3 separate regions of the Mus musculus genome follow, and regions 2 and 3 are each linked to region 1. The links are chromatin contacts, called in public Hi-C and promoter capture Hi-C maps. All regions are on one chromosome and are shown on one strand. Each heading gives the region's core, a stretch centred on a gene start, on an enhancer-like site or on the middle of the called end of the contact. The rest is flanking DNA. Distances are from core to core; before and after follow the strand shown.

Region 1 (2,700 bases), core at 174-2,673:
GACACGCTTTCCCTGCCTCCATGGGGAGTCCTGGAGGAAGCCTTGACCACAGCGCACCACTTAGGCTTTATCTCTAAGACAGTAGCGCCGCTCTCCGCCAGCCAAAGGACTAGGATCTTCAGCGCTTCTGCCCAGTCACCTACCCGACCCGGAGTCCCCAGTCACCCTCCTTCCAGCCTGCCTCACTAGTTTATCTGCCAAGAGTCTGGAGTACCAGTCTCTTTGCCCCTGGTCCCTACACCCTCTCCGCGCCCCTCTGCCCCCAAGCTATGATCTCCGAAGTGATGAACCGAATGATCCCCGAAGTGATGAACCGCCTTCTCCCCGGCGATCCCCTGGCTACCTGCAGTGGTCCGCGGAGTGCCTGGGATGCTGCCCAGGGCCCGGGTCCACCGCACTACGCCTGCTCTCAGGCAGTGATTCTCTCCCCCTCCCTCCCTGTGGGCCTCTAGAGCTTGTTTGCTCTTCCTCAGCCCAGATGCCAGATCAGTTCCCTGCCCCGCCGCTTCAGCAGCTGTTTGCTTCCTGCAGCGTGCTTTTTTTTTTTTTTTTTTTTTTCCTTTCTTTTCCGCCTTTCCTAGGCCCAATCAAAGGTGGCTCTGTTTTTGAAATGCGAAGCCGTTTCCTCTCCAAACCCCTTGGCTACTCAAGGCAGGAATCAATGGACCTATATACTCTCCCTCGAGTTATAAATAAATGTCTATTTGTTCAGGAGGCGTTTTCCCGCGTGTCCCATCATCTTCCCCAGTAGTTATTTTAAGTGTGTGTGTGTGTGTGTGTGTGTGTGTGTGTGTGTGTGTGTGTGTGTGTGTGTGTACACACACGTACACGCGCGCGCGCCCATGTCCTGGTCCTGTGACATCTGGTTCTAATCCTGAATGTGGATCTATAACCCAACCCCACCCACCCAGACTCCCCCTTGCATTCCTCACTCTATAAATAAACTCAGGTTCTTAGGCACTATCATCTAAGGACACAATAGCAGTTGTGGGTTAAAGGAAATTTAATCCAACACAGATACTGAGTCCCGCAGCCAACAATTTGGGCAAAACAAGCAATCTGGGTAAAAGTTAGGTGCTCAGTTGTCCCTCTTGTCTGTAGGGGGAAAACCTCTCCGATGCTTAGATACCCAAACTACAAGGTGACAAATTGTGTAGGAAAGTCAGTAGAGGCTACAATTCATCCCACAGATCCCGAGTGGCACCTCCTGTGGACATAACCCAGAGTAGACAGGCAACAGGAGGTACAGTGTGGGTGGGGGCTTGTGGTTGGGCCTGCTGCTTTTCCTGAACTCCAGAGCTGAATCCTCCGGATCTGAGCAGAGGGAGTCATCTAAGAGACTGCTGTTTTACAAGGTCTGGGCACAGAGCTGCCCCTCCCTTCCCCCCCTGAAGTTTGCATGGAGTGCAGTTAGGCTGTAATTAGAGGATCTGGGAGGAGAAGTCTCCTGGTGACGCTTTGCCTTTCTTCTGCTCTTGGTGAGAAGTGGCTCCTTTATCCTCGGATCAGGACCTCTGCCATCCAACACCACAAAGAGACATTCTGCACACACGCGCTCGGACACACACACCCATACCCACACCCACACCCACACCGCACTCGCCCAGAGACAAACTTAAGGTCAGGACGAGCACTAGCTCACTTCATCTCCAGCTCCCAGCTAAGTGGGACTCAGCTTCTGAACTGGAATTCAGGACAAGGTAAAACTTCCATCATTTCTGTTTGGTGGGTTTCCCCCTCTTTCAGACATATCTTGGTGCCTTATATATTTCATAGCACTGCGCATATAATGTATGTACGGAGTAAACAAATTTTCTTGTTTTCTTCAGTCTTTATTTAACATAGCACCTCCACTTTTTAAAACTATTGTCAGATAAAATAGCATCGCAATAAACAGGTTCAGTCTAGACGTGAAGAAAGAATTAACTCAAGTTTTCCTAGCTTTTGCAACTGTTGCTATTAATCTGAAAGGCACACGGTTTCAAACGGTGGCTTTTCCATCTGTACTTCAACAGGCAGTTTTATAGCAGCCGAGATGAGAGTAAGGGGTACAGAGTGCGGATGAACTGTGCAATGAGAATGTCCATCCCAGAGTTACGACTTCTCTCTGAGGGGATGTATAGGTTTACGTGAAAAAGAAAGTTACTTCCATTATAGCTAATACCTATTAGATTAACAGCCTTTGAAACGTCAGATTGTGGGTAATTCTAAAATTCTGAGTAATTTTAAAGTTAGGAACAGATAATTATAATGCATTGGGTTTTTTGTTAGGAGTTTTTTTTTTTTTTTTTAATTTGTCAATGGACAATATCAATGTCCTAAAAGTATTCCAAACCGTAGCTGTTAAGAACACTTTTTAAAAAGTTGCCCAAAGGACTTATTTGCACGTTGAAGCTACTCATTAATGAAAGCAAACCTGTAGTCCTAGGGTTGGATTAAGTTGTCCTCTTCTGTTGAATATGCCTGTTGTGTCCAAATAATACAGTCTGTTCATTTGAAAATAAGTTGTTTTATTTTCATTTATCACTGGAAAAGTACACAAGGTAGCCAGTACATTTGGGGAGTTTGAGGGTGGAAAATGTTCCTGTAAGTGGTCCAGTATGATGTCATGAAATCAAACATACTGGCTGGCTTCTTAGAACCGAATGGTTATTAAGAAATAAAGTCTGTGAATTAATTTCCTAGTAAATGTAATATTTA
Region 2 (2,708 bases), core at 29-2,528, 3.5 Mb before region 1:
TTGGGGTCAAGGAGTACTTGTAAAATACTGACCTTTACTGATCAATACTTTATTTTTTTAATAGGTTTTCCAAATTGCCTCTACCAATATGACATTTACACTTAACCTTAAGGAATCTGGAGACAACTATCTACTTGCATGTTGTGGAAGAGTGTATAGGGTATAGAACAGAAATTACTGTTTTAGGAAAATTAGAAGCTTACTAATTACCTGTTAAAGGGATGAATTAAATATCCTTATTTTTTAAGTAGCTGGTGTCTTACTATAAAGAAAGGTGCGGCAAACCCAGATCCAAAGTACACGGTCATCATAGCCAGCAACCGCCACTTGTTTTCCACTGAAAATGGCAAATTCTGTTGAGAAAGAGAGAACACGGCAAAAAACATTCGTTCAAAGCATCTGAACTTGCTCTAATAAAAGGGTCGGGAGCAACCACGTATTTTATAATCAGCTGCATTCGACAGAACATTTTCATTTTAATTTAACACGCAGGTTTTCTGAATACCAGTTGGTAGGCCCTATTAAGTGTAAGGGTCTTTTTGGTTTTAATATTTGAAAAAAAAATTACTCTCCGAAGTAGTAACTTTTAGAAACAAACACATCATTCTCGTCCGTTGTTATTCGAATTTTCAGTATCAATCACAGTACAATTTTCTCTTTTTCCTATTCCACATCCTCTCTCTTCCCTTTACCAGGCTTCACCTAACAATTCCGGGGCAGTCACCACTAAGTACTCCGTTTACTTACACTGGGGGCTAAACCGGGCCTAACCGAGGATCGCCGCTTCAAACGTGGCTTGCTGGTTTAAAGCGCTAATAACCAGCCACAGGCCCTCTTCTTTTGTTTCCAATGACCTTCAATCTCCGACGCCGCCCAGCTCCCACCGAACCTTCCAGGCCTCGCTCTGCGGCTGACAGGCGGCGTGGAGGCAGCGGCTAGGCGCCGTGCTTCCCAGTTCTCCCCGGGGTGTGGACTGAGGGGCCTGAGTGTCTCCCCGAGCTCCTGGACAGTCACTTCCCTCCCCACACGCTCCAGGCCGGCCGCCGAGCGTCACCTTGCCCCTAGGCAGCCGAGCCTCACTCACCTTCCCCGGACCCTCCTCATAGTGGCTGCGACGGACCACGGAGGTCGTGAACCTCCGGATACTCTGGCCCAACATGTCGCTGCTGGAAGTTCTGCGAGGGCCGCAGACACGGAAGGCGGAAGAAATGGCCGTACCACCTAACTCCCCTTTCTACACGACCTTGCTCGGCAGAGCGCGAAGACCGAAAGGGAAGATGGGAGTTACAACAGGAACTTCCTGAAACGTACTCAACCGGCGGGCTCTGAGGTTTGTGGGCTTTGTAGTTTAGATAATACCGGGCGCCATATCGGCTCCGATGGATTGTGGGAAATGTAGTCTGGCTCTAGAATGAGCGCGCACCAGCACCAAGTGATAACTTACCTTTAGTGATTCAATGGGACCTGAGCTGTCCTATGAGTTCAGATCTAGGATTCTTGGGATTTGTTTCCAGAAACAATTTATTGAAGAAACTAAAGCTGCTTTAACATGTGTGTTCAAGTTAATGGAACAAGAAATAAAATTATTTTCTTGTGAGTATATCAGTCATTTTGATTATGGTTCTTTGCCAAGGTTGAAAGATGTGCATTATAGTCCTGTCTGAGGGAACACAAGCAACTGATCAAACAGTATGTAGCACAAAGGATGCCGTAGTGAAAACTGGACTGAAGTGCTAAGACCTGGTTTTTTTGAAGGTATAGAAATTGGATATAAGAGGACATACAGATAGAAACTCCTATGCGCAGCATGATTAGGTTGGAGAAGACACAAGAACCTTCTGACTTCTGGAGATTCCCTGGATTAGGAATTGGTTTATTCCTGCTGAACATAACAGTTTCATGGAGCATCAACATTAGCCAAGGCTACTAGACACTCGTAGATTATTGTTTTTTTTTTAAATTGGATAATTTCTTTATTTGCATTTCAAATGTTATTCCCTTTACCAATCCCCCCCCAAACTCCCTATCCCATCCCACCTTTTGTGAGAATATCGTTTGAAAAGGGGGTCACTGTGTGTATCTCTAAATATATAAATATAACCTTTTCAGTCTGTATAATATTACTTATGTATGTAACAATACCGGATGAAATGAAGAAACCATGAATTTGAAAGAGAACACAAGGCAGGGTACATGAAAGGGGTTGGAGGGAGAAAAGAGAAATGGAGAAATGCTGTAATCATATTATAATTAAAAATTATAATTTTTAGAAGAACACCACATAGACTTGTTAAATTAAGATTAGTCTAAATATGGTTCATATTTGATGATAAAATTTGGCTGAAACTATATCCTAAGAGATGTGTAAAAATATTTCATTCAAGCTACTAAGGCTCAGAAAGTAACAGGAGTTAAGCAAATCACAGGACTACATTCTGTCATCTAGCTCTCAGTCTGTCAGTCTGTTGGTTTGTCTATCTATCTATCTATCTATCTATCTATCTATCTATCTATCTATCATCTATCTGTCATCTACATATTTATGAATCTGCCTGTTAAACATAGTTGCAAATTCTATCACAAGTGTAGGCCATCCTTACCTAATCTAGATGACTCTCTTGGACTCTCTGTGAGTATTGTCATTAAAAGAGTAAGGCAGAAAGTATCAGTGTGCCATTGTCTTGCCCATATATAACAGTAAGAGAGAT
Region 3 (2,700 bases), core at 16-2,515, 3.9 Mb before region 1:
CCTACAAAGAATACTACTCAGCTATTAGAAACTTCATGAAATTCTTAAGCAAATGGATGGAAGTAGAAAATATCACCCTTAGGGAGATAACCCAGTCAAAAAAGAACACACTTGGTATTCACTCACTGATAAGTGGACATTAGCACAAAAGCTCAGAATACCCAAGGTACAATTCACAGATCACTAGAAGCTCAAGAAGAAGGAAAACCAAAGAGTGGTTGCTTCAGTTCTTCTTATAAGGGATTAACAAAGTACTCACAGGAGAAAATATGGAGACAAAGTGTGTAGCAGAGACTGAAGGAGAGGACATCCAGAGACTGCACTACCTGGGGATCCATCCCATATACAGACAGACACCAAACCCAGACTCTATTGCAGATGTCAAGAAGTGCTTGCTGACAGGAGCCTATTATAGCAGTCTCCTGAGAGGGTCTGCGAGAGCCTGACAAATACAGAGGCAGATGCTCATGATCAACCAACCAACCATTGGATTTAGCACAGGGTTCCCAATTGATTGGTTAAAGAAAGGAATGAAAGAGCTGAGGGGGTTTGCAACCCCATAGGAAGAACAACAATATCAACCAACCAGACCTTCCAGAGTTCCCAGGGACTAAACCACCAACCAAAGAGTACACGTGGAGTCACCCATGGCTCCAGCCTCAAAATCAGGTCTAACTAAGAAGTTTTACTATCTATAAGAGACAAAGTTCAGAGCTGAGAGAGAAGGAAGGACCATCCAGAGACTGCCCCACCCGGGGATCCATCCCATAATCAGCCACCAAACACAGACACTATTGCATATAAACAGCAAGATTTTGCTGACTGGACCCTAATATCCTCTTGTGAGGATATGCCAGTGCCTGGCAAATATAGAAGTGGATGCTCACAGTCATCAATTGGATAGAACACAGGTTCCCCAATGGAGACACTAGAGAAAGTATCCAAGGAGCTGAAGGGGTCTGCAACCCTATAGGAGGAACAACCATATGAACTAACCAGTACCCCCAGAGCTCGTGTCTTTAGCTGGCCATCTAGTCGGCCATCATTGGGAAGAGAGGCCTCTTAGTCTTGCAAACTTTATATGCCCCAGTACAGGGGAACGCCAGGGCCAGGAAGTAGGAGTGTGGCTTGAGAAGCAGGGCGGGAGAGGGTATAGAGGACCTCCAGGATAGCATTTAAAATGTAAAGGAAGAAAATATTTAATAATAATAAAAAAAATCGTTAAAAAATACAAAAAACAGAATAGCCATTAGGGGGCGATGTTCAACAAGAAATGAGAGCCCACAGCAGCTGCAGTGGTATTTGTTTTATTTGGCTAGCAAGTCAGGAAAGGCACATTGAAACTGTTAAGTCATAAGGAAACAAACCCTGGAGATGCAAAGGGACGAATTACTAAAACAGCTCCATCTACCTCATTTCCTTAGGCCATTTGAGTTTTCGAAACATCTTGCAAATGAATGAATGTGTGGTTTTCTAAAATTGGAACAATGATGGCAAGGCTTGAAGACACAGACTACAAGCTTCCTACCTTGTTAAGGGTCCAGTGGGCAGGCTAAACTGCACAGCCCTCCATCAGGAGATCATGAGGACAGAGGTTCCTCTCTTTTTACAGTGAGCAAAGCACCTCCAAGGGTTTGGCAAAAAATAACTTTGGACTAAGAGAGGCATTGACTGATTTATATAAATGAGAAATCAAAAGCTTTAAAAAAAACAAAAAAACAAAAACAAAATGGAGCATAGTGATGCTCTACAAAAGAATAGTTCTATGTTGTTAACTGAGAATGTTTGCAGTAATTTCGAGCCAGTTGGAAACAAAAGTATACTGTATATATTAAAATATTATTTTAAATTTCTTCTCTAAACCATAGGTTATGTTTAATGACTATAAAGTTACTTTGAAGCCTGTTGGATTAAATCAACTTTGTCCTTCAAAAGAAATAACCTTTGAAAATGTTACTACAGAGGGACAGTCTCACATAATACTCTCTGTTCCATCAAAGCACACAATGTCAACTGGGATTTTCAAAACCAAGTTTTGAAATACCTAAGAGGAAGGGAGATCAGGAAATCCAGTTTGAGGTAAAGGAAGCTCTCTGGGGACCACACAACAGCAGCAACAAAACCAAGAAATATGAAAGAAGTTTAGTTTGAGGCATGTTTGGGGAAAGAGCTCTGTGAAATTTAGTGATATTATTGAAGTGGACAGAGATCCTGTTATTTAGATAGAATGGAATAACACAATTTTCTTAGCAGTGGGCAATCTATCCCCCCGTTTAACATAAAACTCTCACTTGCATTCTGGCCTCTGGGCCTTCCATGATGGTAATTTTCAGCCTTTTTGCCTCATTCTCTATAGGGAAGAAAAAGAAGATGAGAAAAGGAGCTTGTATGGTATAAGAAGGGGAAGGATCCAAAAAGAGAAATTAGAAAGGGAGGGGACTATCACCACAGACAGGTTTTGACCCTCCTGGGTCCGTGACTAGGGTACAGAAGGTAGAATTTATGCCAAGTGTGTTCTGATTCTGATGCCTCCTTAAACTGTGAGCTTCCTTTTATTCTTTTCATCGAAGCTACTAGAAATGTACCTGTTTCTTTGTGTCACTGATTGTATTAGTTATTTCTGTTGTTATAAAATTCTCTAACAAAAGCAACTTAAGGGAGAAAGAGCGTTGATTGGCAGTTTTAGGGTACAGTCTGCCA

What was found. Promoter capture Hi-C pulls out the DNA fragments that hold promoters and counts their contacts. Hi-C and Micro-C count contacts between places; a contact is called where the count stands out from the background.
Region 2: a Hi-C map of cerebral cortex shows a contact between it and region 1, with 2.6 times the contacts expected there. The contact joins the promoter of Cox7c here to the promoter of Hapln1 in region 1. A contact is called at or near these places in 6 of 39 promoter capture datasets (cranial neural crest, frontonasal cranial neural crest, hippocampal neurons and 3 more) and 3 of 484 Hi-C or Micro-C datasets (adipose-derived mesenchymal stem cells, cerebral cortex and cortical neurons).
Region 3: a contact with region 1 is called in a promoter capture Hi-C map of second pharyngeal arch cranial neural crest, with 3 times the contacts expected there. The contact joins the enhancer-like site here to the promoter of Hapln1 in region 1. A contact is called at or near these places in 11 of 39 promoter capture datasets (the 3T3-L1 cell line, 3T3-L1-derived adipocytes, the C10 cell line and 7 more), 83 of 484 Hi-C or Micro-C datasets (the 3T3-L1 cell line, 3T3-L1-derived adipocytes, the AML12 cell line and 50 more) and 4 of 115 datasets of contacts at active chromatin or transcription factors (PVALB interneurons, astrocytes, bone marrow-derived dendritic cells and 1 more).

The regions. Positions count from the first base shown.
Region 1 is chr13:89,539,213-89,541,912 of GRCm38.p6, forward strand. It overlaps Hapln1 (hyaluronan and proteoglycan link protein 1), which reads left to right and starts at 1,424. Exons shown (of 5, transcript NM_013500.4): 1 at 1,424-1,700. Gm34699 (a long non-coding RNA gene) reads right to left here and starts at 457. Exons shown (of 8, transcript XR_382713.2): 1 at 344-457.
Region 2 is chr13:86,045,517-86,048,224 of GRCm38.p6, forward strand. Cox7c (cytochrome c oxidase subunit 7C) reads right to left here and starts at 1,279. Exons shown (of 3, transcript NM_007749.3): 1 at 1,085-1,279; 2 at 211-353. The coding sequence starts at 1,159. The coding sequence ends at 237.
Region 3 is chr13:85,638,491-85,641,190 of GRCm38.p6, forward strand. No RefSeq gene overlaps it. Among named protein-coding and RNA genes, the nearest start is that of Rasa1, 350 kb to the left of the region's middle. Within about 2 kb of position 1,266, at least 18 of the 459 cell types and tissues checked have an H3K27ac peak or open chromatin away from gene starts, as enhancers often do. A contact at or near this core is called in second pharyngeal arch cranial neural crest, where this site is marked.